Linked DNA regions of Mus musculus: regions 1, 3, 4 and 5 are each linked to region 2. A link is a contact called in public promoter capture Hi-C data. All regions are on one chromosome and are shown on one strand. The core of a region is the stretch at or near the end of the contact, and the rest is flanking DNA. Distances in the headings are between cores, read along the strand shown. Region 1 holds the start of Gpcpd1 (glycerophosphocholine phosphodiesterase 1). Region 2 holds the start of Nop56 (NOP56 ribonucleoprotein). Region 3 holds the start of Mcm8 (minichromosome maintenance 8 homologous recombination repair factor). Region 4 holds the start of Mrps5 (mitochondrial ribosomal protein S5). Region 5 holds the start of Bcl2l11 (BCL2-like 11 (apoptosis facilitator)).

Region 1 (5,104 bases), core at 1,940-4,439, 2.3 Mb before region 2:
TATCAGGCCTGGCCAAGATTGAATTCTTTGAGTTTGTTTTTTTTAAATATAGTCCTGACTATCCTGGAATTTTCTATGTAGGCCAGGCTGGCTTCAAATGTACAAAGATCCTCCTGCCTCTGGGATGCTGGGATTAAAAGCATTAAAGTATACTCAGCTCGAGATTAAATCTGTGTAAAAATAAATTTTCATTTGTCTTGAATAAATAGTAAAACTATATGAATACCAAAGGGTTACTTTGATAAATATTTGATTTGTATATCTATCTTATTTTATTTAGGAGGGAGGGACTTATTGTGGCTCACAGTTTAAGGGGATACAGACCTTCCTAGAGGAAAGTCATGGGCGGGTGGCTCTGTGGTTAGTGGGAGTATGCGGCAGGACGCCTCACCTCCCTACACGTTGGCAGAACGTGCTCACGTTTTTTTTTCTAGAGCGATATACTCAAGGCCTTGTAAAGCTTTCAAGTAGAGAGAGGTCATAAGTGGAAGTTCAGGAGGCTGTGACCTACATGGTGCACGACAGAGTCCAGGCTATGATTTAGGACTCTTTGGGCTACCACAAGGTATACAAACCACACAACTGATATCACCGAGAATGGTAAAGATGCTGATGGTGAAGCTAGAGTAGAATGTGGGACACAAGACACGTATCGGCCTTTCATCTAAGCCATAGTACTTCTAAGGAAAAAATGTGCAGGAAACAAAGCTGATAATAGCTACAACTACCAAGGGAGAAAAAAAAAAAAAGCTACACGCCCTCCTCCAAAGAAACATTATTTGTAACAAAAGTTCAGACTTGTAATATTAAATCCAGCAACATCGTGGCCACAAAGCAATATGCAATGGTGGGAGCGATAACCAGTGGGCTGTTTCCTAAAAAGCACCATCTGCTAAGTAATTGTGTTAAAATGCATATGAGAAATTGAATCAAATAAAACTAATTTCAGTAAACCGGAACTGGAGCAGTTTTAGCATCAAACAGCCTAACTTTACCTCTTGGAAATTTAAAATTCAGAAAGTAAGTGGGCTCCCTGGAATTCTCTGTCAAAGTCCATTAGTAGTAACGAGTCATTTGCTGAAGATTTATATTCATAATGTCACAGGCAGTAACGGGCAGAACACACATCTAGGCTGAGCTCTTAGACTGGGAACCTTTCCCATGAACACATTTAAAAACTTAGAAAATGAGATCGTGTGCTTATCCCAGACAACCAAGAATACGTCTCAGAATCCAGTGAGATGGCACATGCTAAGGGTTTCTGTGAAGTTTAAAATACTCAGTGCCCTTCTGGTAATAATAAAGTTAGTTCTCAGATTAACCTCATTAACGATATGTTCGAGGAACCATAACATCCCATAACATCCCATGTACAGAGCAGGAGCCAGAGGAGGGGACACACGGCTTGCCCAGCCCTCCTTTAGGAGCTGTGGTGGCAGAACCAGTCCCACGACTGATAGAGGGGTTGCTCTCAGAGTTTCTAGGCATGCACAGTAAACACTTCCCTTTTCGACTTTCATGGATTCAGGTTTCTTTGTAAATCATCTCTTGTTACTAGCTAGTTATCTTGTAGAAACCTCTGTTTCTGGCCATAGGCCATCCTTCAAGTGTGGATTCAAGTTATCTCCCAGAATCTGTAGGGGGTTGGTTACAGAGCTCAACTAGGATTCCAAAATGTTCAGGTTTCTTATATGATTAATATACTATCTTCATATAAGCAATGCATACCCCTTACTTTAGGGGTTATTTTAAGTTTATTTTGTATGTATGTGTGGTATGTATGTATGTGTATGTATGTATGCACCACATATGGGACTGGTGCCCTTCGGGGACAGAACAGGACATTGAAGTCCCTACACTGAAATTATGGAAAGTTGTGAGCTGCCATGTGGGTGCTGGGAACCAATTCCAGGTCTTCTGCAAGAATAAGCACTCTTAACTACTGAGCTATCTTTCCCACCCAGCATATGCCTTTATTTTTAAATCCCTCTCCCCCTCGTTTATATGTTAATACGAATACATTTTTCCCCCCATTTCTCGCCTGTGATTGCTTGAATCTGCCAATGTGGAACTCAAGGATACGTTGGGTCAACCATACTTTTATTGTTGTTTTGAGACAATGTCTTGTAATGTAAGCTGTTGCTGGTCTAGTACCCATTACGCAGGCAGGCAAGCCTCCAACTCATATCAACCTTGATTTAACCTCTGAGATTCTAGGATTACAGATCTGTATCAGGTGCAGATCTTTTGATATTTTAAGAGGATTTAGGGAGGGGCATGAGTTAGATCTACCATCCCGAACCATAAATATTGCACAAATGGTAGTTTGACTAAATGATGAGATATACTAAAAACATTCAAAGGAAGTAGACTCTTGAAAAACACCACTTAAGTATGACTAACAGCAGAGAAATGAAGTCACAGCGAGCAATTAGCAGATGTAGAGCAGTGGACCTTCAATACGAAAAGGTGATTCTGCTTGATGCTCACTATCTCAATTGAAGTGAAACCCGATTACATAATGTTGTGTTAGAAGTTACCTAGTGGTTGATCTTGGGCTGATTTAGGGTTGGAGGCACACACAGAGATAGAAGAGGAGGAAGAGGAAGAGGAGAGAGGGGAGGAGGAGGAAGAAGAGGAAGGGTAGTTTTAGAAAGCAAAGAACAACTCTAGTTTGGTTTTATTTATTTATTGACTTATTTTATTTATTTGGGGTTTGTGACAGCAGGCTTCTAGAAGTCAACAGGAGTCTGGTCTCTCTCACCATGTAGATTCCAGTGGGTGAACTCAGATCTTCAAATGTGGTCAATGCCTTTATCCACTGAGCTGTTCTGAGCTCCTTGTTTTAGCTTTAAGGATTTAGTCTGTGATTGTTTCCTAAGGAATGCAGTTTCCAGAAAACATCAGGCTCCCTCAGCTCTCTTTTTTGAGACAGGATCTCACTTTATAGCCTTGGCTGGCCTCGAACTCGAGTCTACTTGCCTGGCTCAACCTCCCCAACACTGGGATTACAGGCGCACCACCTTGACCTTCAGTACCTCAGCTGACCCCAGCCAGATGGGCTAAGGCTGTCGGGCCACCTCAGGTCTCTGGGCAGCCCTTCCAGGAACACGCAGCCCGCCCCCCGGCGCGCGGCCGCCGATTGGCCAGGACCGGACCGGGCGTGACGTCAGGCCCCGCCCCGCCGCCCTTCGACCCCGCCCCGCGGGGTGGGCTGGCAGTTTAGTCTAGGGCAGCTGAAACCGGTTTGAGAGGCGGCTGTAACTGGGCTCCTTGCTTCCTCGGGCCACCTAAGGGAGCGCTGGCGAGGCGCTGACGCTCGGCTCCGTCGGCCGCGGCCCAGGCTCTCGGCGCGGCCCGGAGCGGCAGGTGAGGGGGGCCGGCGGTGCGGGCGGGCGCTCACGCGGAGGGGCGGGCGGGCGGGCGGCCTGGTGTTCCGGAGCCGCGGTGCGGCTGGAACCCCGGCTGCCACGCGCGGCTGCGGTCCCACTGAGCGGCGTGACCCAGGACAGCCACGGAAATCCCGGGCGGAGAATAGGGGAACAAAGAAAACGGCGGAGCTGGAGCCCAAGCCCTCGGTGCCTCCCTTCCTCCGCGCCCCCTCAGTCACCTCGCGCCCGCACTGGTGACTCGCGCGGTTTTGACAGCTGCTTCTTTCCCCAAAGTGCCTAGAAATTAGTGCCCGCGAAAGAAACTCCGGGTGACAGTACAGCCGGGCGGGGGGAACCCAGGGCTTTGTGTAGCTCCTCGTCCGTGCCCTCGGTGACGTTTTAGGGCTGCGGTCCCCTTGGCGTCGCCGGCTTGGAGGCAGTGGCTGCCCCGTGCTGCTTCATCTGCCGGGTCCGGCCAGAAGCCCGAGGGCTTGGAAGCCTGGAGTTTGCCGGTTTCTAGCGATTCTCTGACTCTGCAAGCAGCAAGCATGGTCGGGTCTAGAGTCCCCTCTTATACTCCTGTCCCCTGCCACTCTGGGTCTCCTGCCCACTTAACTCTGCCCTTCAAGCTGCTGCCTGCTACATTTCTAACACAATAAGGAAAAGAATAAATACAAGCTGTCAGCCTCCCCTCTCTCCCAAATTGCTCAGTGTTCTAGAAACACACAGCACAAAATAAAACTGGTAAACCCCATGCAGTGGCTTACATACTAGGGGAAATCAGTGTTCTAAACAAAATTTAAATCTGTAAAGAGAGATACAGGAAATTTGCACCCGGAGAACTGGTAAACACAAGAAAACTGAATAATATTTGGTGTGTATAAAAAGTTGGTGGGTGAGTCAACTATTTGTATATAATAAAAACGTGTAATAAATGCATATGAAAATGATATCAACACGAAATGAAAAGCATTTGTAAAAAATCCCACTGCATGTCTAAAGATGATGAGATGTTAATTTGGCTTAAGGACTGTCCAAAGGCTAATGCCTTTGCTTAATGAAAAACCCATTCTTGTCTGCATATGTTTGATTAAAATATTAGCTGAAAGTATATGGAGGTCTGAGAAATGGGGCCATAGTGATCCCCCCACTAACACGGGCAGACATCAGTGTGGTCACTTAACCTGCTTCTTAATTATAGGATATTCTGAGAATCTGCTAGAATCGAGGAGAATTAGAAACAGCTTTTTTTTTCTTTGAAAAGTTTTAAAGGAAAACACAGATGTTCTTTTTTGGCCAGAAATATGTGCTTTAGCTAAAAATACCCACTTTCAGTTCAGCTGTAAGCTAAATGTTTCTGTCCCTTTGGGGTTAGCTTAAATTTCCAGTATGTTTCTCAAGCTGATAAACCAGCTAGGTCTGAAACTAGCTAGGTCCACAGTTGAAAACATTCAGCAAAAAAGAATAAACTTTTTTGTCAGGAGGAACTGTGAAAAGTTTTGATGTCAGTAAGTTATGGTGGGTGACATTTAAAAACTCCTTGAGTCTTTTAACAAACTTCAAATGGGCCAGACACAGGCTGCAATGCACACTTTTTTTTTAAACAAAAAAACAAAAAACAAAAAAAACCAAAAAAACAGCCAGGGCGTTGAAGTGAGATCCAGCCTCAAAAATAAGTAAGCAAATTAAATTAACAGCTCAAATTTACCTAAACGTGCTGTGTAGTATATATC
Region 2 (5,207 bases), core at 283-2,782:
CTCCAGGACCCAAGTAACCACTCACAGCAGATCACATCACCAGGCCCGTAGGCCCCCTGCTGGCTTCTGTGGGCACTGCATCCACGTGGTGGACAGAATAAATGAAATAGGACTCTTACCTCGAAGGATCTCAGCTATCACACCACCAGTCTGGCAGTTGTACCCCAACTCTTCCTGTATTGCAGCACCAATCTTGGGGTCTCCAACCCCCAGAAGTACTTTCTTCTTTTTAGATGGCAGGTATGTCTCCAGGAGCAGGCGGAGGTCCTCGTGAACAACACCTTTGGGACAAAGAAAACAGCTCTAAACCACACATTGCAGATTGGAGACTGTCTCCAATCGGATTAGTTAACACCCATCCCCGCAGGCATTGCTCAGACACATGGAGTCGTCAGTGATCTCTCAGGGGATTGACAGATATATAAGTCATCATTGCAAAGCCTGGCTCTACCACAGGTCCAGGAGCACAATTGTAAAGCATTTAAGTGCTTTTTAAATTACAAGATTTATTTATTATATGTACACTGTAGCTATCTTCAGACACCCCAGAAGAAGGCATCAGATCTCATTAGGGATGGTTGTGAGCCACCATGTGGTTGCTGGGATTTGAACTCAGGACCTCTGTAAGAGCAGTCGCGCTCTTAACCGCTGAGCCATCTCTTCAGCCCCTGCATATTAATGTTTTAAAATGCCATCCTGTAGGTCTCAAATAATCCCTAGACTGTATCAAGCTTAGAAGAAAATCATCTAAGAACATCAACCACCCAGAATCCCATGTTCCGGAGGGACCGACTCACCTTCAGACACAGCATTGGCATTTTCCAAGGCCACCTGGGATGAAGAGAAGGGACAGAAGGCCACCAGACGAACGACATTGTGGAATTTGCCAAGGTTAAGCACACATTCCTCCACCTGGAGAGAAGGATGAATGGGCTTTCTTTGAATTTGGCTTCTACAGCGCAGTAAGGCAGAAGCACCAGCTGTTGTAGCAATTGGTGCCTGGGCCCCGAATCTTAATTCTCAAGAAATGGAAATGAGATGTTTATCTCCGACCGCTTCCAATTATATAGATTCGCGTTAAAGAGTCCCCTCATTCTAGAGCTCCCCCCCCCCCCGCCGGGCCCGGTGCGGTCGGCCACGTGGGAACACGCGGTGCATGCTGGGGTTTGGCGGCCTTAGGGGCTGCATTGCAGCTCCGCGAGCCCACCGAGCTCACCCACCTGCGGCAGCAGCAGGCTGATCTCCTCCACTTCCTTCAGCGCCAACAGCGCGTAGCCGACCGCATGCTCGAACAGCACGTGCAGCAGAACCTGAAAAGAACCGGCGCGCGGCCATCAGTCAAACTTCCCAGTCCGCGGGGCCGCTGCTAGAGCAGGCCCTGGCTCAGACCCGGAGCACGACCCCGAATGCAAACCCAGACGCACGCTAAGGCCTTCACTACGCAAATACCCCACCACCACTCCTCACCATGGCGCCTGCTCCGTGCCCAGCTCGCAATGCGGCTAGCGCGCTCTGGCGCGCGGAACCAGACTGCGGAGACCACACCTTCTCCGGTTTGACCAATCAGAGGCTGCGGACGAAACCATTGTCAGGTCTTCGGAGGGGGTTCGCGGGTGTGGTATCGTCCGTCGGGCGGGTTGGACTACCACGGGCGCGAGCGGGCCTGCCAAGCCCAGCCTCTGCGGCTGCGCGAGCCGGTACTGCGTCTGTAGTGAATGGTGTCGCTCCTGCCGGCAGGCCGCAGAGTGGCCTGGAGACCACCCTTCTTCGTTCCTCGTGCTTTTGTCACCCGTGTGCCGGGCGGCAGAACTCGGTGAGGGGACATGAGGCTTCCTGATAAGCCTCGCAGGTTTCCCGCTGCCCAGATATTCCGGGTCCTCGTGGGACCCGGCCTCAGACCCTGCAGAAATGGCGTCTTCTTGCTGCCTGCCTCTTCCTTTTACATTTTGTTGTTAACAAAATTGTTGGTGCGGGCTGAGGCATAGACAAGAGCGGTTTACCTCTTCCTAGTTCTGTTCCTTTCCCTGATTCATAGAACCCAGCGCTGCTCGGCACCACGTGGTTGCTCATGGCCGCGTAGGCCCAGAATTCTTCCAAGGAGCTGCGTTCCTGTTTTTTTCAGTGCCAGTTTTAGGCACACCAAGGTGGATAATTTAAAATCACCTTTGCTTTAAAAAAGAAAATAAAAAGACACTTTACTTTAGTGTTAGGATTATAAATCCCAAACTTGATGGCCTAGTCGGCCATCAATGGGAGGAGAGGCCCTTGGTATTGCTAAGATCATATGCCCCAGTACAGGGGAATGCCAGGGCCAGGAAGCGGGAGTGATTGGGTTGGGGAGCAGGGCGGAGGGAGGGTATTGGGGGCTTTGGGGATAGCATTTGAAATGTAAATTCAGAAAATATCTAATAGAGAGAGAAAATAAATCCCAAACTTGAATAGTCTCTCTTAAATAGTCTATGCCTTATGCGAGAAAAAAGAATCATGGAGTAAGTCGGCTGTACATTGTCTATCATGGAGTAAGTCGGCTGTACTTTCTCTATAATGGAGTAAGTTGGCTGTACATTGCCTGTAATGGAGCTGGCTTGGATAATAAAGTGGACTTGGATAGTAAAGAAATGTGTATGTATTGCAACTAGGAAGCTACAAGCGCTTGGCAGGACATGGTGGAACGCACCTTTAATTCTGGTATTTGGGAGGCAGAGACAGGCCTGGCTACATAGCAAATTCCAAGGCAGATAAGGTTACCCAGTGAAACTCTGTTTCAAGAAAAGTAAGCTATAAATGCTTGTGATTAGATGAGGCGACACAGCACAAACAAACAAGCAAAACAAGATGTTCCTTTGGCTTCCTCACCTCCACCACTTCATTAAAATGTCACCCCAGGAGTTGAATGGTGACACGCACCTTTAATCACAGCACTTTGGAGGCAGACATCTGTGAATTCAAGGCTAGTTTGGTATATATCGATAGCTCCAGGCTAATCAAGGTTACATGGTAAGACCCTGTTTCAAAAAAAAAAAGAAAGTCCTCCAATATTTATAGTTCTGAACCTAGTGGGATCTGTAGATTGTGATATCAGACACCATTTCTTCCCTTCCCTAGGCTTCTTTGATAAATTAATTGCTCTTGCCTACGTTCAGACAGACCTTTCCTACCAAAGTAGACTTTTGTAAAATTGTTGAGTTTTGTCTCCAAGTTATCCTTCGCCCTGCTTCCTGAATATTTCTAAAGCAGAAATTCATGTTTTGTTTATGGTTGCTCATTGTGAACAAAGTAATAAGAAAATTAAAGGTGTTGGTATCCTATAATCAATCACCTGTGGTAGTTGTTCTCCAGAAAGGCCAATAATGATCCATGCCTCCTGACAACCAGGCCTATGGCCCAACGGACACGGGTAGATTGAGTCTGCCATTTCTGAACCTTGTGCATGCTTGTTGACTTTGAGTTGCCTCATAAGAAGTGAAGCCTGATGAGTCCCATGGAGACTACATGGGGACAGTTAGAGGTCAAGCCTTCCAACTATCCCTTATTCCAACTATTCCAACAGAGAGTAGACATGTGTTCTACCTCTTGCCACTGTCTCTGATTGCAGCTGCATGAAACCGTAGTCATGACAAGAAGAGCCCTGTGTGTACTCTGTCTATTCACAGAATTGTGAAAAATATTGTGGCCTTAAAGCCATTAAATTTATGGGTGACTTATTAATCTATAATAAATATGAATCAAAGTAAGCAACCTGTGTAGGAGCCCAAGCTCTGCCTTACAGTGTGACCAGAAATTAATCACTTGACCTGAGACTCTATTTCTTCAGATTAAAGATTAAAGAGTCATTCACCCCTTTAATAAACCTTTATTGACGATCTGGTCCTGGGGCAGCTATGAAATAGATAGGTCCCTGGTGTAGTGGGCACTCAAATGCTAGTGGTCATTCATCTTGTTTTCTGGGTCATTTTTATTGTTGAAATGTTATTATTTGGAACAAGATCTTACTATTAAACTCTGGCTGGCCTAGAGCTCACTATGTAGACCCATTGGCTTTAGCTCACAGATCCAATTGCCTCTTCCTCCTAATGCTGGGATTAAAGGTGTGCACCATTTGGGCTGGAGATGATGGTTCAGCGGTTAAGAGCACTGACTGCCCTTCCAAAAGTCCTGAGTTCAAGTTCTAGGAACCACATGGTGGCTTACAGTCATCCGTAATGAGATCTGATGCCCTCCTTTGGTGTGTCTGAAGACAGCTACACGTATACTCATATATATAAAATAAATCTTTTAAAAAAATAAAAAGGTGCACACCATTCCACCTAGCTTCTTTTTAAAATTATTGAGTGCTTTAGCAAAATATGCAAGACCTTTGTCATATCTTTGTAATAGTTTTTCCTTTCCCTTTTTTGCAATTTTGGTGATTGAACCCAGAGCCTCATTCACAAATTCTAGGCCAGTGCTCTATCGCTGGGCTGTCTCTCCAGCTCACTTTTTTGTTCATTTGCCAATAAATAGCATACCATTTTATATAAGAATTTCCTAACATCAATTTTACACACTCTCTGAAGTTCATTTTTAAAAGTGACTTCAGTCATTCACTTACATGTGTAAACAACGCATTGTCTCTAAATACAATTAGGTTTCACATGGTGAAACAGTTGCCAATACCATGCAGCTTCCGGTGGCGGTAGGTAAATATTTACTTTTATTGTTTAAATGATAGGAATTGGAAATTCCATTCAGATGGTAAATTTGCTAATTAGTATTTTCATCCATTCCACTTTAAACAGTCTTGTTAAGAGTCCTTTCTTTTTGAAAAAAAAATTGCCCCAGTCAACTTGCAAAATCTATTCTATTTCCCCCTTCTAGGGAAATCCTGTGTTCCTGCCTCCCTTGAGCCCTCCTTGTTACTTAGCCTCTCTAAGTCTGTGGATTGTAGCATGATTATCCTTTATTTAACAGCTAATGTTTACTTATGAGTACATTCCATGTGTGTCTTTCTGGGTCAGGGTTATATCAATCAGGATGATCTTTTCTAGTTCTAGTCATCTGGCTGCAAATTTAATACGTCATTGTTTTTAATAGCTGAGTAATATTCTGTTGTGTAAATGTACCAGAGTATGTATTCACATGTGTGTACATGTGTGTAAGGATGCACACACATGTAGAGGCTGGACATTGATGTTGGATGTCTTCTTTTATGGTTCTCTATCTGATTT
Region 3 (4,949 bases), core at 2,318-4,817, 2.5 Mb before region 2:
AAAGTTGGTAGAAAGCTCTTACCTTATCGTATAAGTCGATATGCCTTGTGAAAAATTTCTCAAATGCTTGAATCTTCTCAATAAAGGGAGAGTTATTACTGTAAACTGATCCAACAAGTTCAGCATTAGCACCAAGAGGCACAGATGGAAGCATTTTATACTGCTGAGACAGATCCCTAGAAACCCCAAACATTTTTCTTCCTTGCCTATTCCATGTTATGACTGCATTTGCGTAAATGCTGGTATGAATATTTGAGATTTAAAAAAAAAACTAATGTCTAAATAACCTAAAATATATATAAAACCCCAAATATCTGAGAAGCTTTCTGAGTCTTAGACTCCTCAAACGGTTTATCATTCAAATATCTTATTCAAGTCTAAGAAATGCAAAGCCATATACATGAACAGAGTTAAGACAATCACTATCTTTGTAAAGTAAATTCTACTAGTCCAAACTGCCACTTGCTAATTATTTCCGAAGGATCTGGAGACAGACCAAAGCTTAACTGTAATCTCAAAATTATAATGCTACTTTTTAATATTTTTACAAAGTTGTATAGTATCTTTACATTTCTCTGTCACAGAAAGTCTAATGAAATGCAGCTGGGTCAATTTTAAGCAAAGTATTCTTTGAATTCCATCTTTAATAATCTAAAAATCACTTTACAGTGGTATGAGCTAGCTACCAGGGTGATGATGAAAATGGTGTGGCTGATGTATCCTAAAGGAACAAAGGCTCTCCTATGAAACACACCTATCAAATTAATAGGGAGGGGAAACGAATTCATTCACACAATGAACACTAAAAGTCTGTCACAAGACAGGATCCTTGACTACAAGCACTACAGTACACTGGAGAGGGAAAACCCCCAGCTACAAATAAAGGCAAGAACAAAACCATGCTTCATAAGAGATATGAGAGACGTCAATACCGTAAGAAAACAGAAAACCAACATCTGCACACTTTACAAACATCGAGTGCCATCTAATCCTTGGCAAGAAGCCTATTACTATGTCCTGATGTCTGACTGTCATCTTTGCCCAAATTCCTATTCAATCATTAGTTCAGCCAATTGAGGACACTGGGAGGTCTGGAAGGTTGCAAGAAACTATTCTTGTTTTTCTTTTTTTCTTCTTCTTCTTGTAAGATTTACTTTTATGTGTGTGTGTGTGTGTGTGTGTGTGTGTGTGCGCTCGCGCACGCACACAAGTGCACATGCTTGGGAGAGAGGGAGGTGGAGAGGGAGGAGGGAGGGAGGGAGGGAGAGAGAGAGGGAGAGGGAGAGGGAGAGAGCGGGAGCACATGCCATGCATGTAGGCATCTACAGAGGTCAAAAAGGGTTTCAGAGTGAGTTTCCTTTTGGGAACCAAGGTCAGGCTCTCTAGAAGAACAGTAAGCATGTTTAACTGCTGAGCCATCTCTCCAGCCCCTTGTTCCATGGCATCCCTGCGACTGCACAGGATAGTATAGTTCTAGCCTCCAGGAACATCTGATCTATCCTCAATTACTAGGGACAATCAGCTTCATTCGTCTAAGTTCTCATCACACAGTAGGACGTCTTTCAAAGTGATACAGCACAGCTTTGGAAGGGTGCGATGCAATGAATATGTCACCGTTGTCCTGCCTCTCCCTTTGAGCTCCCACTTCTGATAACCTTGGCATTTCTTGGTTGGTTCTCCCTCAGTCACAGGAATCAGACTGCTGTGTTGAGTCTACCATATACATATCCAATTCCTTGTATGAAATCTTTTGAAACATTCACCAGTTCCTGTTTTCCTGATACATCATATAGCAATAATGCTCAAACAAATGCTTGGAAGAGAGAAAGGCGGCATAGAGCAGGAAGACCAGTGCACAACGGTAACATGAATTGTAGTATCCAAAGATGAATATATAACTTATGGTTCTTAAACTCCACCTTCAGAGAAGTAAAGCTTCCAGCCCTTATACGGGATAAACTGATCCAATGTTGACTGTTGAAGTAACGGTTGTGAGGCTTGTGCTGAAAACGTAGAATACGATGTTAGTAAAAACCAAAGCACTGGCTAGTTTTCCCTCCAACTAGTTTCTCCTTTTACAGGAGTCTATTAATAGACTCCAAATTAGATATTTCAATAAGAATTATAAATATTAACCTTCAGACCTGAAGTCTGAGTTAAACTATCCTGCTATCTACTAGGCATTATTATTAATAGGCATTATCATTATTTCCATTCCTTGTATTTTTTTTTTCTTTTTACATTATGTTGCCTGTGCACACTAGTAGGCCCACACATGCCATAGTGCATATGTGGAGGTCAGAGGGCAGCTTATGGAGTCAGTTTTCTCCTTCCACCATGTAGGTTCCAGGGACCTGAGGGTCCTCACTTGGCAGCAGTCCCCCTTACCTACTCTGGCATCTACCGGCCCTTGAATTGTCTCTTTCCCGAGAGAAAACATATCGATCCCTGCGTGCACGTACCAGAAGCGTGCTTTCCTGAAGCTTCATTCAGGTCAACTCTGTTTTCTCTTTCTCTCCACCTTCCTGAGAAGTTCCCACCACCTCTTCCTCTTTTCCAGCTTTGGAATCTTCCTCGTCCAAAACCTCTGCCTCTATAAGCACCACTCATGTCTTCCACAAGTCAAGAGCACTCCTAAAAAATGTATTAACATAGTAAGGGGGGGATTAATGTACTGTGTTTAAGACCAGCACTTAGGCTTGCAAAGTTCCATGCTGCAGTATAAACCTTATGTGTTGTATAGTTAATTCTTTTAATCTCCATCATGATTAAGGTACACCATAGACATTTATTCAATACCAGTTTTCAACAAACCACCAAGAGAGAAATCAAGGAGTTAACTTGAACCGGTTTTCTGTGTGGAACTAATATTGGGCAGTATTGGCTGAAAATAATCCTCACCAGTACGATACTAGGGAAATAACATAGCCCAATCTTCGCTGTATTACTTTCTGTGGCAGGCTGTCCTAAAACTGTTCCAAAAGAAAGTAACTCCACTTAAAAATTCCTATCCCACAGATACAAACTATTGATAGATTCATACGCTGTGCTGTAATTCATTAGGAGAACCTGTTCTAACCCTAAGAGGTTTTAATAAATAAAAGATTCGCAAGTATGCAAACTAATAATAATCAAGGTTGCTTGTGATAGCCCTGTGATAAAAGCTCAAGTCTTCAGGATCCTCAGGATGAGACATTCCATCGCAACACTACGTTCCACATCGATCCAACAGGATAACATACTGAGAACGGTGGCGATTCCAACATCTACATAGGGAAGCAGCCTGAGAAAAGTCGTACGCAATCCCTGACTCCCCGTCTTCCTCGCGTCCTGCTTTCAGGAGCCCCGGAGCCTGCGACAGAGCCGTAAGCCGTATACACTCTCACGCAGGGCTCCGCGGACACTCCGTCTCCGGAGCCGCCCGGTGCCCGCGTCACTGCGCGCCAGAACGCCAGACGCAGGGCGGGGAAGGCCGAGCACAAGCCCAGAAGGCAAACTCGGACCTCGCTTGAAGTTCTTTTTTGGCGCGTCTATGACGCGCTTCTGCTTAAGGAAGCCACGCGACTAGGGGGCGGGATGAAGTGTAGCCAATCAAAGAGTTCAGAGAGACGGAAGTCGCCAGGCTTCCGGAAGCCGTCCCGAGGTCCGGACCGGAAAGCGGAAGCGGCGTGCAGCACGTGGGGGCGGTGCCGGCGGAGACGCAGGTCCCTCCTGGTCGTGCCGGGCTCCTAGCGGCTGGAGCAAAAACGGAGGTTGAAATTTACCTGGCTTCCATGGAGGCATCAGCTGCGGAGCAGCCGAGCTCACCGCCCCCGCCTCTCGGGGACCACTGCATCCATGACGGTGACTTCGTGGTGCTGAAGCGAGAAGATGTGTTCAAAGCAGTGCAAGTCCAGCGGAGAAAGTGAGTCTGGTTGCTGGCCTTGGGCAGCGCGCACCACCACCCGGATAATCACTCCCTCCTGTGCCCCATTCTTGGCTCTTTGAATCCCGCTCCCCAGCCCTTATTGCTACCACTCAGGTCTTCCTATCACTGAGGCCTTCCCACCGGGATCCTGCCGCATCCTTGGCTTACGGGTACAGTACTCGCCTCTACCTTTCATTCCCCAACTTTCTATTCTACCTTCTGCGCCAAATTCTCTTCCCAAGAATTCCATTCTTGATACTCCCACTCAGGAGGGTGCTTTCCCGAGGATTCTTGGGGGGCGGGGGAAGAGCCTCACTAGTCTTACAGAATTTATCCAACCTTTCACATTCGTATCTCTTATGTCTGACTCTCTTCCCAGCTCCCCACTTTCTTCATAAATCCAACTTCCTCAGTAAGAGAAAAGGGAGATAAGAAAGATCTCTTACACATAGTATGGCTTGCAGGTAGGCAGTCTTATTCTCTGGATCCCAGTGGGAAAAATCTGTCTACTGTAAGAAAAGAGAACTTACTACAAGGTACATGGCCAGCTTAAGCCCAGTATACATACTGGTGCTTGCTGATGGCCCGCTGAAGCAAACACTTTCCTGCCTCCCAAGTGGTGGGATTACAGGTTTGCTTCACCACACTCAGCTTGCTTCATGTTCTGATACAACCATTTGAATGTCCTTTTTATAATGTGTTTTGTTAGATGATCCTTTTTGTTACCAAGGAGACATACTGTATCTTTAGTTCTAAAAGGTACTCTTTTTGTTAATTAGTTTGTTTGATGGGCTACACAGAGAAATCCAGTCTCAAAAAAAAAAAAAAAAACCAACAAAAAAACGACCTAGTATTGTTTTAAGGTGTGTGTGTGTGTGTGTGTGTGTGTGTGTGTGTTTTTGTGGGCTTGAGTATGTGAATTCCTGTGCGCTCAGTGGCCAAATGCTTTGTATTTCCTGGAGTTGGCGTTACAGCCAATTGGGAACCACACAACTTGGGTGCTGGGAACCAAAGTCAGATCCTGTGGAAGAGCAGTAAGTGC
Region 4 (4,914 bases), core at 2-2,501, 2.7 Mb after region 2:
TTAGTTCCTTAGTTAAACACTGAGGTGTCACTTCAACCAGCAATTCCACCCAGGAAATACCCACAAGAGGACGGACATGTGCACAGACAGAAGCACAGCATCCAAATGTTTTAACATCAGTCCTAACAGCCAAAAGATGGAAACGGCTCAAACGTTCATCCGCCAATGAGTGGATAAACAAAATGTGGTGTAATGGACACAAGAGTATTATTGGCTCACAAGCAACATGGGACTGGTATGTCACAGCAGGGACAAATCCTGACAACACAGCATTATTGGCAGATGCCAATCGTAGAAACCAGATGCCCAGAACAGACAAGCTATGGACAGATGGGAAATAGATCAGTAGTCTCCCAGTGTTGACGGCTAGTGAGAGATGGCGAGGGGTGGGGGCAACAGTTAAAAGGTACAGTTGTTTTTTCTTTTGGAGTGATGAAAATGTTCTCAAACTGACTGTGATGATAAATGCACCGTCTACAAAAACACTAAAACAAAACCTTTGAAGTGTACACTTTAGATAGATCACCTGCGAGCGCTAGTGAATGTTACAACTTACTATGGACAGAGGCCTTAATGAGATGGTTTCAACGCCGGCAAAACAAACGAAGGCTCAAGTCACATACCCTATCAAGTGATTTCAGGTTAAATATTGCAACAAAATGAACTTTCTGGACCAGGACCTTGAGCACAATGTCCAGCGCGAAGCTATTCCTACAAGCCAACGCCATGCTAGAGATCGGCACACAACTGAAAAGGGCGGCAGGAAGACGGTGACAGCAAAAGTATATTCTGGCAAACGGATCGGCCCAGACGCTAAAATGACAGCTAGTTAATCTAACAGACTCAGTAAGAGTCTGTTAGACTTTTTGCTGGCGGCACTCTGACTCGAGACAGGGATTGACATCACCCTATGAACCACAGACTATGCTTGCTACATTCGCTCCTCCTCACAGAGTGGGCCTGAACGGTCTCCCTGGCCGAAAGCACACTGCCCAGTTCACTCCTTATACTCTCAAACGGCGCGACCAGAGAGGGACAGAAGGCGCGCAAGGTCACACAGCCGGCCGGACCCGAATGGGAGACTGAGATCAAGGACTCGGCGACTTCTCGCGTTCCTGGAGCCTAGACTCGACAGACCCGAGGGAAAGACCCCTGCTCGCGCGCGCTTTCGGTCCGGGTCCCAGGGCTCACCTGCCTGCAAGCTACACAATGCAGGGAGACAGCCTGCAGCGCGTACGGCCGCCGCCATGCTGGAGCCGGAGCAGCGACTCCGCCTGTCTCTGGAACCGCCTTCCTCACCGCCTGCAGCAACGAGCTGCGACCGCGCCTTGTCACAAGTTCGTCGTCAGCGCAGAGAGGTGTGCTGAGGCTCGAGGGCCACCATTCAGCGCACACGGAAAACTGCCCTCGTGGACCACAGAGGAAACTGAGTCAGGCTCAGCCTCGGACAGCTGCTCAGGGGTCCTCGCGCTAGGACCCCGGGCAGGGGCGGGGCGAGGGCGGGGCTAGCTCTGGGCTCTTTTCTCTGATAGTAGCCTAATGGATCACATCTCACCAGTAGCAGGCTTGACCTGGCAAAGTCAGTTCTGCGGAACCGGGAAAGAGTCTGGGAACATCGGGAAGGAGCCCGGGGGTGAATGAGACAAAGTGTGGGAAGTCCGTAAAGGCCCAAAGTTTATTAAACATATGTTGCCTTTGTTGTGTATTCATGGTACAGGTTGTTCACACACAGTCATGTTCCAGCCCGAGGCCACGGGTTTTACCCCACCTGCTCATGGCTTTACACTATCCATGCTTGCCCAAATGAGTCACATATGATGGTTCTGGACTCCTCCCCTGAAACTTTAAGCCTGCAATAAACTGTTTCTGTGTTGCCCTGGTCATGGTGTTTTGTCACGGCAATAGAAAGTAACACAGGGGCTTTCTTCATTAGCTTCTTGGGATTATCATTTAAGGCTTCTACCTTTCCTGAGGGCAGTGGTTGTTGGGCAAGCCACATTTGCTACCTAATGTCTTGGTCATGATTCGAAACACCTGCAGTCTCTGAGCAAGTTCAGAATTGCTTGTGAGAGTGCCTTGGCTACTTTGTAAGTCTTTGCAGCACAGGCTGGGGAGGCTTTAGTTCATTCAGTAAGGATATCCATGAAGACCTATAGGCAGCTGAAGACGTGGCAAGACTTGGTAAACTATGTCCTCCAAATCTGTCACAGGTTCGTGACCATGTCTGAGCACATACCATGCAGCCCCCAAGAAACTCAGGAGCAGACTGGAAGAATCATTTTCCTGAGAAGAGGTGATTGTATGTTTCTCCTGACCTTGTCCAACCAAAGTATCACAGGGCTCTTTTACAAGCTCTCTGGGAACATAGTTGAGGATTTCTGTATGCAGCCATCCTTCAGAATTGCAGAAGAACCCTTTCACAGCTGCCCTTTTCACTGCCTTAGGGGCAGACCGAGGCTTACAAGAGATCCATGAGACTGACAGAGGCGAAAGGGATCAACAAAAATTAGACAGCAGTGCTGAGACCTTGGCAGCCTAGTGATATGATTTATTCCCTCTACTGACAAGCCACCCATTTAGTGCCCCCTGTAGCCGACATAGCAACACTGGAGAGTTTCTGGATGCCATGCACGAGAGACAAAACCTGTGGTCAATATTTGATGGGACTGCTCTTGGAGTTCAGCAAATCACTTTCCTTCCAGAAAGCAGCATGAACATGTAACATCCAGAAGGTAGGTATTTACTCAGTAGAAAAATTTACTTCTTTACCAATTCTAGGTTCTATTTAAGAAAAACTGATATTGGAGAGGTTTAATTGATAGCCAAAGAGATCAAGGTTTTAGGAAGGGTGTACAGATAGTAATGGGAGATCAAAGAGTCATTGTCAGTCCCTGGAGATACTGGGGTCATCTTGGGTTTCAGGATCCAGTTGTTCAGACAGGTATGGTATGACCATTTGTGACCACCCAATGGCCAGATGAGAATGGGTATCAGCCCTGCTTTTTGGTAATGTATAGTTGAAACAGCCCATCCCTTTGGAAGTCCCAGTGCTGGAGCTTTCTTAAGCCTATCAAAAGAGTGTTCCTTAATCCCTCAATTACAAATGGTATGGGCTTGGGACCCTCATTTAATTTCTCATGACTGGCCTGGCTATTTCTTTAAATATTGTAATTCATATTCTGCAGTATCCAGTTAATTCCAGAAAAGCCAAAACCTGTCTTTTGGTTCAGAGAGGGGGCAAATCCAGATCTCATAGTACCAAATGAAGGTTGCCTTTTTTTTTTTTTTTTTTTTTTTTTTTTTTGCCTCACAAATTGAGAATTTTCCCTAGAAGTTTTGCTTCCTTTTTGAAGTTTTGTAGCCTTTTTGAGCTTTTGAGATACAAAGAGGCCAGGTGGGGTGATGCACACCTTAAAGCCCAGGTCTTTGGAGGCAGAGACAGGTGGATCTCCAAGTTTGAAGCCATCCTGGTTTACATAGTGAGTTCAGGACACAGAGAGAGGGGGGTGGGGTGGGGAATGGACTGAGCTACAACGTTTAAAGTCTGTTGTTTGGCTGGTATCCTCTGAAGCAGTAGGTAGAAGGTCACCCTCATTCAGGATTACAGCTACAGAGTTGGGTGTAAATTCTCCGACATGCTACCAAATCTGGGATTAAACCTACACCACGAATTCTTGATGGAAGACTGCGACAGGTATGTTTCTGGGCTCATGCATCTGGGATAGTCTACTGAAAGAACGGGAACCCTGGCTTTCAGAAAAAATAGGTACACTGGCAAACCGGAAACGAACTAGAAATCGAACTTGTGCTGTTTAGGGTCAGAGCCTGGTCCTATCCGTTTCAGCACCACAGACCTGGAGTGCAACCTTGTGCAGGATTTTACCCGTCATCTCACGGCGCGCCGGCTATTGATGCTTCTGGGAAGTGTAGTTCATGCAAAGGCAACACTATGATTGGAGCTCAGAGGCCGAAGATCTTCGCGCAGGCGCACTGCCTTCCCGACACGAGGCGGTGAGTGTTCGCAGGTTCCCAGTACTCTTGCCAAAGGTGAGGGTTGCGGGTCTAGGTGTTCAAGAAGCCGAGTGGACGCGGTGGCGGAGGAGACACGGGGACACTGGGCACTTGGGGGAGGGTTAGTGGGCGTGGCCTGTGTGGACAGAGAGTCTTCCCTTCTGGTGTGTGTCGGTTCCGTGGGGACAGTGTCCTCGTAGGGTATGTCCACTGTGTGTCAGAATCCTGTACTTTCAAGTTGGAGATCCCGGTCTTCCTTTCGTTCCTTCTTTCCATGATGGGTGCTACGTGGATGTGGATGGTACCGACGCTAAATCTGGGAGCATCCACTCCATTCTCTCCCAAGTCCCCTAGAAAACGTCTCCCTTTGCTTCAGCTTCTCGCCCTGAGCCTGCACCGGAATGTCCTGGTGTGAGCATAGGGTGTTCCTGGACGATACCGGATTTGAGGTGAAGAAAACCCCAAAGGAAATCGCAAATGGCTTTAGGCAATTTTAAGATGATATTGACTGGAGTGCACTGTTAAGGAATAGTGGGAAATAAGGGTGAAGGGACTATACTGCGGCCAGACAAGACCCACAGTATCAGAGTAAGACCCACCAAGCACGATATTTTGTGCGTCTCAAATGAGGTCAACATAAACAAAATTTTGAGAAACAATTCTAGAGGTTGACATTCTGACCACCGTTAAATCGAACTAGCACAACTTCGTTCCAACCACCAGTAAGTGTCAGATGTCTAGAAGTCCGTGGGATGGCCAGTTGTCTGTTACTCCATTGAAGTTGTTGGCAATTTACTAGTGATCTTTTCCCTAGTGTTCTTTTTACATTTGAGATACGATCTTATTTTGTAGCTTAACCTGGCGTTGTGTTAAGCCTTAGCCTTCCAAGTGCTAGCATTACGG
Region 5 (5,357 bases), core at 2,704-5,203, 2.1 Mb after region 2:
TCCTTCCTTGAGGGGTGTACCAGAAATGTGCATAGCCCAAGGCACAAGCTAAGAGGTCTTAAGAGTCAAATCTCAATCCGCCTTTTAACAGTGACTATAGGATCTAAAGTAATTGTTAACGTTTAAAGATTGGGATATCTGACTTCAAAATCTGCTCGCCTGGTGATGATGTGATATGGAAACACTTGTACTCCAAGAACTCATGTCCTGCAGGACAGAATCAGGGGCAACTTTAATGCTGATGGGATAAACACTCTCCAAAGTGCCACTGTCCCCATCAGCTGTCTTCTCATCAGTTGTACCAGGCATCACCGTGGATATTTTGTGCCACTTGGTTAAGATTCTCCAACTGATCTGGGAAAAGTTGTGGAAGTGGACGAGTTTGAGGAAATTTTATGCATGAAATCTCAAAATTAAGAATATAGTTTTTAGAAAATTCTACAACTGACTGTAGCCCCAGAAATAAAAATCTACACTCTAATCTCATCCATCCATACTAAATTAAATCCCTTGAAGCAAAAATGAGCTTAAAGGAGAATTGGGGCATAAATTCATCTTTGGGGTTCTAAGTTGGCTCTGCTGTTCATCTTTGCAGAGGCTGTCTTCAGAAATGACCAAGTTGTTCAATCACTTCCTTTTACATGCCTGGTGGTTATTAAACTATTTTATAACACAATGACATTAACATCTAAGCTTAGTGGTTAAAACCAACTGTACCTTGGCTATAAACTTTGGCTAGAAGGCCACAGATTCAAACTTTGCAACTCAGTAAGTTGATGTTTGTACATCCATAAATTCACGACACAAACTTTGCAAGTTAAAAAAAAATTGTTGAGATCTCCATACATCTTGTTTCTATCAAAATATAGAATGAATCACTTGACTGATTCTATGAGGCTTTAAATGCTCCCCACAGCCTTGAAACCGATATTCAAACAAGCACACATGAACTGCCTCTTACCCAGCTATGGCTTACCCATTGCACTGAGATAGTGGTTGAAGGCCTGGCAAGGAGGACTTGGGGTTTGTGTTGACTTGTCACAACTCATGGGTGCCGGGCTCCTGTCTGTGTCAAAAGAGAAATACCCACTGGAGGACCGGGACAGCAGAGAAGATCTTCTCACAAAGATGAAAAGTGGGGATCTGGTAGCAAAAGGGCCAGGGCTGGCCGGTGGGGCCAGCGGGCCCTGAGGGCTGCCGTGGGGGCAGCGGTCCCCTTCGCCGTCGGGATTACCTTGCGGTTCTGTCTGTAGGGAGGTAGGGGCCCCAGGCCTGAGCTGGGGAGGCCTCTCAGCAGGCTGCAATTGTCCACCTTCTCTGTCACACTCAGAACTTACATCAGAAGGTTGCTTGGCCATTTGGTCTTTTTTTCTGCAAGGAAACAGGGAGGGGGGACAACAAAACGATTATCTTCAGCAAATTAAGTTTTAAAATCATTTCATCCATTTGTTAAGAATTCTAGAGTCAACCTCAGATTCTTTGTTATGTTGTTTACTTTTCTGACTATCTGCCAAGTAAGACCAAAGGGGCGCCCAAAATAATGAAGGTGTGTTTATTTTGATGCAGAGTGGAACTAAATCGGACTACCAAACAAAACAAAGTATCAGCTCCCCAGCTTGTGGAGTCAGCCTGTGCGCTCACGCACACACAAGCACAGAAGTTTTAGGAGAAGCAGCTCGCGGGACGTCTACATTTCGTGCTTTCCTTCAGGACAAACTTGAATCAAGTCTGAAAATCCCAGCGGGCTCTCATTTCCCGGGCTCAGATGCGGAGCTGGAGCACAGGAGCGGGCGCAGATGCAGAGATTGCAGGCGGCTGGCCGCCTTCCCTGCTCCGGCCCCATTGTTTGCCGAAAATGCTGAGGGCAGCAAGTCTGGAGAAGGTTTGGCAGCGGCCGTCAGTCGTAGTAAGTGCGTCACAATAGAGTTTGTAACTCCGAGCGCAGCTCCGCCCGGGTCGAGCGCCCTCGGCCGCAAGGTCCCTCCTGCTGCCTGCCCTGCGCGCCACCCCAAACACTAAACCACTTCTCTCGGGTGCAACCTTGCCGGAATGTGCACACTTCCAAAGAGGGCCTTAAGAGACATCCCTTTGAAAGTTCCACACCTAGCTGCGCGTTCTTGGCAATACCCGGCGCAAGGCTGACTCTTTCCCTCCCCGGGCCACCATGCCGAGACTCACGTCCGCCCCTTCCCTTCCGAGCGCGGCGTGTTGCGCCGATCGAACGACCCCTGCACGTCGCCACCGAGGAGGCAAGGGAAACAAAGCCGGGTCCTGGGCTCCAGGGCCCCGCGCCTGCCCGTCCGCCCTCCGCCACGCTCCGCCGGGGAGCCGAAGGTTTCGCGCGCCGCGCCTCTGGCCCGCGCTGCACCGGCCGCCGCCGGGATCATCCTCCGCCTCCTCCCGCTCCGCCCCTAGCGCGCAGCTCCCGCCGCCGCGCGGGCACCGCCAGCCCTGCGCCCCTGGCGCCGGCTGCCAGTGCTCCCCCATTGGCCCGCGCGCAGTCGCTCCCCATCGTAACCAATGGGCAGAGGCGGTGGGGGCGGCGCCTACGGGTCAGGCAGCCGAAGGCAAGGCGATTGTTGACAAACTCGCCGCCCAGCGCCGCTCAGACTGTGCCGGCCACCGCAGCTCCGGCTGGAACTTAGGGGGCCGGGCAGCTTCGCTTTGCGCCCCGCCCCACCCCTGGGCCAGGCCGGGACGGCGCGCGCTTTGCGGGAATTCCCGCCGCCAGGGCAGCGGGACATTAGAGACAAAGCGAGACACGCACCCCTCGGAGATCCGCGAGGCCACGATCGCACTCCAGGCCATTCCGAGCCAAGTCCCTAATGCCTCCGCAGTCCCCTGAAGAACTTCTCAGCAACTTCACCTGCTGTGTCCCCATGTGCTACCGAGTGCTACCGACACGAACCAAATATGAACGACCATCTCGGGTCTCGGGCATGCACATCCAGACCTCTGCCCCCACTGTTCAGTTAGCCTTCCTCAAGCAGTGCCTGCCCCGTGGGCAATAGGCTTGCGAGCTCAGGGGTCCGCCAGCCTATGCGACTGGGTCCCGGTGCAATCGGGCTAGGAGTAGTCGGCTAGCTGGGGCTTGGAATACGCGTAGCCTAAGTGGTCCTAGGGGGGTTACGGGGTTTCTTGTCTCCTGTAGATACGGTGTTCCTCAATATCCACAGGACGGTCGCAAAAGGAACCGGGCCGCCAGGGACATCCGGAAAGGAAATTGACCACTATGGCCAAACTGACTTGAATGGGTACAAGCAAAGTCTGGGCGCGTGTGATTTTAATACTCAAACCTCCGCAATGAACCCGCGTCAGCGAAGAGTTAAGTCTACCCGCCCGCCGCTACCGCGCGGCTACTTCTCCCGGGCCGTCTGGGTCGCCGCGACGCTTCCCGGCTGGACGCACTACCGGCACCACGAAGCGGGACCTCGGCTCCAAGCCGAGACCACGCGCCCTCCTTGCCCGCGAGAGATGCCTCAGCGGCCCCTCGTGCGGCATTGCGTCCCAACCCAGTCTTCGGCTAAGTGCCCGCAGCTTCAGTGCCGACAACCCTTCCCCAAAAGTGCCTTGGCACGCAGCGACCTCGACCCGACTCCCAGCGTTCGCCTCCTGCAGCCACGCGGGACAAACCAGTGCCTCCACCCGCACGTGCGACACCAGAGACAGATGAAGCCGCTGCGGCGCCTGTCTTCTATCCATCCCCAGCCTGCGCCCCGGGAGTCGCGGAGTGTTTACCTTGCGTTTCTCAGTCCGAGAATCAGAGTCAGACATTGGGTGGACGAGGGCCAGGGGAAGGGCGCCGAGGCGGTGGCGGCGGGAGCAGCGGAGGTGGTGTGAATCCAAGTGGAACACAGCTCGCAGAGCGGCTGCAGGAATCCGGTGACGGCGACGATGGCAAGGACCGCAGAGCTCCAACCAGCTGGTGACCCAGTGCCTGCGGGGAGCGAAGTGAAAGCAGCCTGCTCTTGAGACTCTGCGGTAGTTGAGCCCCCGCCCCCGCGCCCAATCACCGCGGGCTCCGCCCCCGTTTAGTCCGGCCCCCGGCAAGCCGGAAGGTAAGCCCCACCCCCCACGGCCCCCAGGCCGCTGGCGCGTGCAGGCTGCGACAGGTAGTGGGGAGGGTGGCCCCGCCGGCTGTCCTGCAGTTTGCGTGCGCCGCCCACCCCGGCGTGTTTACCCTAGTGTCTTGGCCTGCGGGCAGCTGCATGCTCGCCCATCCTCCACTCAGAATGTACCCGCCCCTCCCCGTCCGCCCGTGGCGGCCACCTCGCAGAGCGGAACTTAGGGGGCGCTCAGGGTACACTGCTCTGTGTCCAGCCCGGCCGCGGGCGCCAGTTGGAAGCCTCAGAAGGCGTCCCTCCGCCCTTGCTTTGCACAGCTTCTCAGCCCCAAACCATGAGGATTAGATTGGTGCAAGGATGGGCACTGGCCTTTGACTGTCCTTTCCTAGAATTCCTGACCTCCGGGGGACTCAGATCAGCAAGATGCTCACCCCTCTTCGTCTGCGCCTCAAGCGAGATTCTTCGTCGCCGCCGCCTTCTGCCTTCTGTCCTCCTTTAGGCTCTCCTTAGTGTTGTGTTTGTGTGTGTGTGCTGTTGTTGTTGTTGTGGTTTATATGTTTGTTTCCCTAGTGCCCAGTTACTTAAGAGGCAGAGGTGGTGGTGAGAAGGACAGTTGAGAGACAAGAGAAGCGGGAAGCTTCAGGGAGCGATGGGCGGGCACGACAAGCATATAAAATAGGGGAATGAGAAAGTTAGCTGGAAAAGAATAACTACAAGGAAAAGGAGGGGGGCTACCAAGGAAAGACGGTTGTGCCATGAGCGGTGTTGGGAGCCTCGAAATGTTTGGGGCTCACAGTGTACGCCAGGAACTGTCTATCCATCGGTCCGCCGATGCTGGCGACCATGGAGCAGCGGAGTTCAGGCCGAGCTGGGAAAACCATAAGGGGGTCGAAAAAAAAATCCCTTGATCTTCCTGAGGCCTTTGTGATTCCAACAGAAGTCTGGAAGTCAATGGCGCCATGTGCATCCCCACCCCCAGCCCCTTCTCTCATAGCGGCGGCCCAAAAAAGCTGCTCTGGAAATGGAACGTCCCACTCCCCACACGAGATTAAGGAAACTCTATTAATGGGCTACCCAACCTGCATCCAGGCTGGCAGTAAGTAGGACGTAGCCTTTTCTTGCAGAACAAGTGTTGCGACCTGCCGTCCCAATCAATGTTGGGCCATCTTGGTCATTTTGGTGTTTGTATGCGGATCTAACGTCACGGTGACACAGCACAGCCCCATGCTAAAGTCTAGCTTCTCAAGTGAATCCTGAGTGAGATCAAAGAAGCCATTGGTTCCCAGGGAAGCT

What was found. Promoter capture Hi-C pulls out the DNA fragments that hold promoters and counts their contacts. Capture Hi-C pulls out chosen DNA fragments and counts their contacts.
Region 1: a contact with region 2 is called in a promoter capture Hi-C map of pre-B cells, with 5 times the contacts expected there. The contact joins the promoter of Gpcpd1 here to the promoter of Nop56 in region 2. A contact is called at or near these places in 2 of 39 promoter capture datasets (liver and pre-B cells).
Region 3: a promoter capture Hi-C map of pre-B cells shows a contact between it and region 2, with 5 times the contacts expected there. The contact joins the promoter of Mcm8 here to the promoter of Nop56 in region 2. A contact is called at or near these places in 1 of 39 promoter capture datasets (pre-B cells) and 1 of 115 datasets of contacts at active chromatin or transcription factors (thymic regulatory T cells).
Region 4: a promoter capture Hi-C map of liver shows a contact between it and region 2, with 3 times the contacts expected there. The contact joins the promoter of Mrps5 here to the promoter of Nop56 in region 2. A contact is called at or near these places in 8 of 39 promoter capture datasets (the C10 cell line, the HPC-7 cell line, embryonic stem cells and 4 more), 1 of 484 Hi-C or Micro-C datasets (the G1E-ER4 cell line), 2 of 115 datasets of contacts at active chromatin or transcription factors (astrocytes and large pre-B cells) and 3 of 9 other capture datasets (adipose tissue, liver and macrophages).
Region 5: a contact with region 2 is called in a promoter capture Hi-C map of pre-B cells, with 2.4 times the contacts expected there. The contact joins the promoter of Bcl2l11 here to the promoter of Nop56 in region 2. A contact is called at or near these places in 2 of 39 promoter capture datasets (liver and pre-B cells) and 1 of 9 other capture datasets (liver).

Annotation. Positions count from the first base shown.
Region 1 is chr2:132,576,333-132,581,436 of GRCm38.p6, reverse strand. Gpcpd1 (glycerophosphocholine phosphodiesterase 1) reads left to right here and starts at 3,189. Exons shown (of 20, transcript NM_028802.3): 1 at 3,189-3,369.
Region 2 is chr2:130,270,737-130,275,943 of GRCm38.p6, reverse strand. Nop56 (NOP56 ribonucleoprotein) reads right to left here and starts at 1,532. Exons shown (of 12, transcript NM_024193.2): 1 at 1,468-1,532; 2 at 1,221-1,310; 3 at 798-912; 4 at 120-281. The coding sequence starts at 1,470. Snord110 (small nucleolar RNA, C/D box 110) reads right to left here and starts at 429; the gene lies at 371-429.
Region 3 is chr2:132,814,759-132,819,707 of GRCm38.p6, reverse strand. It overlaps Mcm8 (minichromosome maintenance 8 homologous recombination repair factor), which reads right to left and starts at 3,567. Exons shown (of 19, transcript NM_001291054.1): 1 at 3,243-3,567; 2 at 2,463-2,634; 3 at 1,920-2,003; 4 at 23-105. The coding sequence starts at 2,610. Trmt6 (tRNA methyltransferase 6) reads left to right here and starts at 3,654. Exons shown (of 11, transcript NM_175113.3): 1 at 3,654-3,904. The coding sequence starts at 3,774.
Region 4 is chr2:127,583,763-127,588,676 of GRCm38.p6, reverse strand. Mrps5 (mitochondrial ribosomal protein S5) reads right to left here and starts at 1,251. Exons shown (of 12, transcript NM_029963.2): 1 at 1,192-1,251. The coding sequence starts at 1,249. It overlaps Zfp661 (zinc finger protein 661), which reads left to right and starts at 4,000. Exons shown (of 5, transcript NM_001111029.1): 1 at 4,000-4,047.
Region 5 is chr2:128,124,634-128,129,990 of GRCm38.p6, reverse strand. Bcl2l11 (BCL2-like 11 (apoptosis facilitator)) reads right to left here and starts at 3,953. Exons shown (of 4, transcript NM_207680.2): 1 at 3,739-3,953; 2 at 977-1,371. The coding sequence starts at 1,358. It also overlaps a transcript of Acoxl not described here.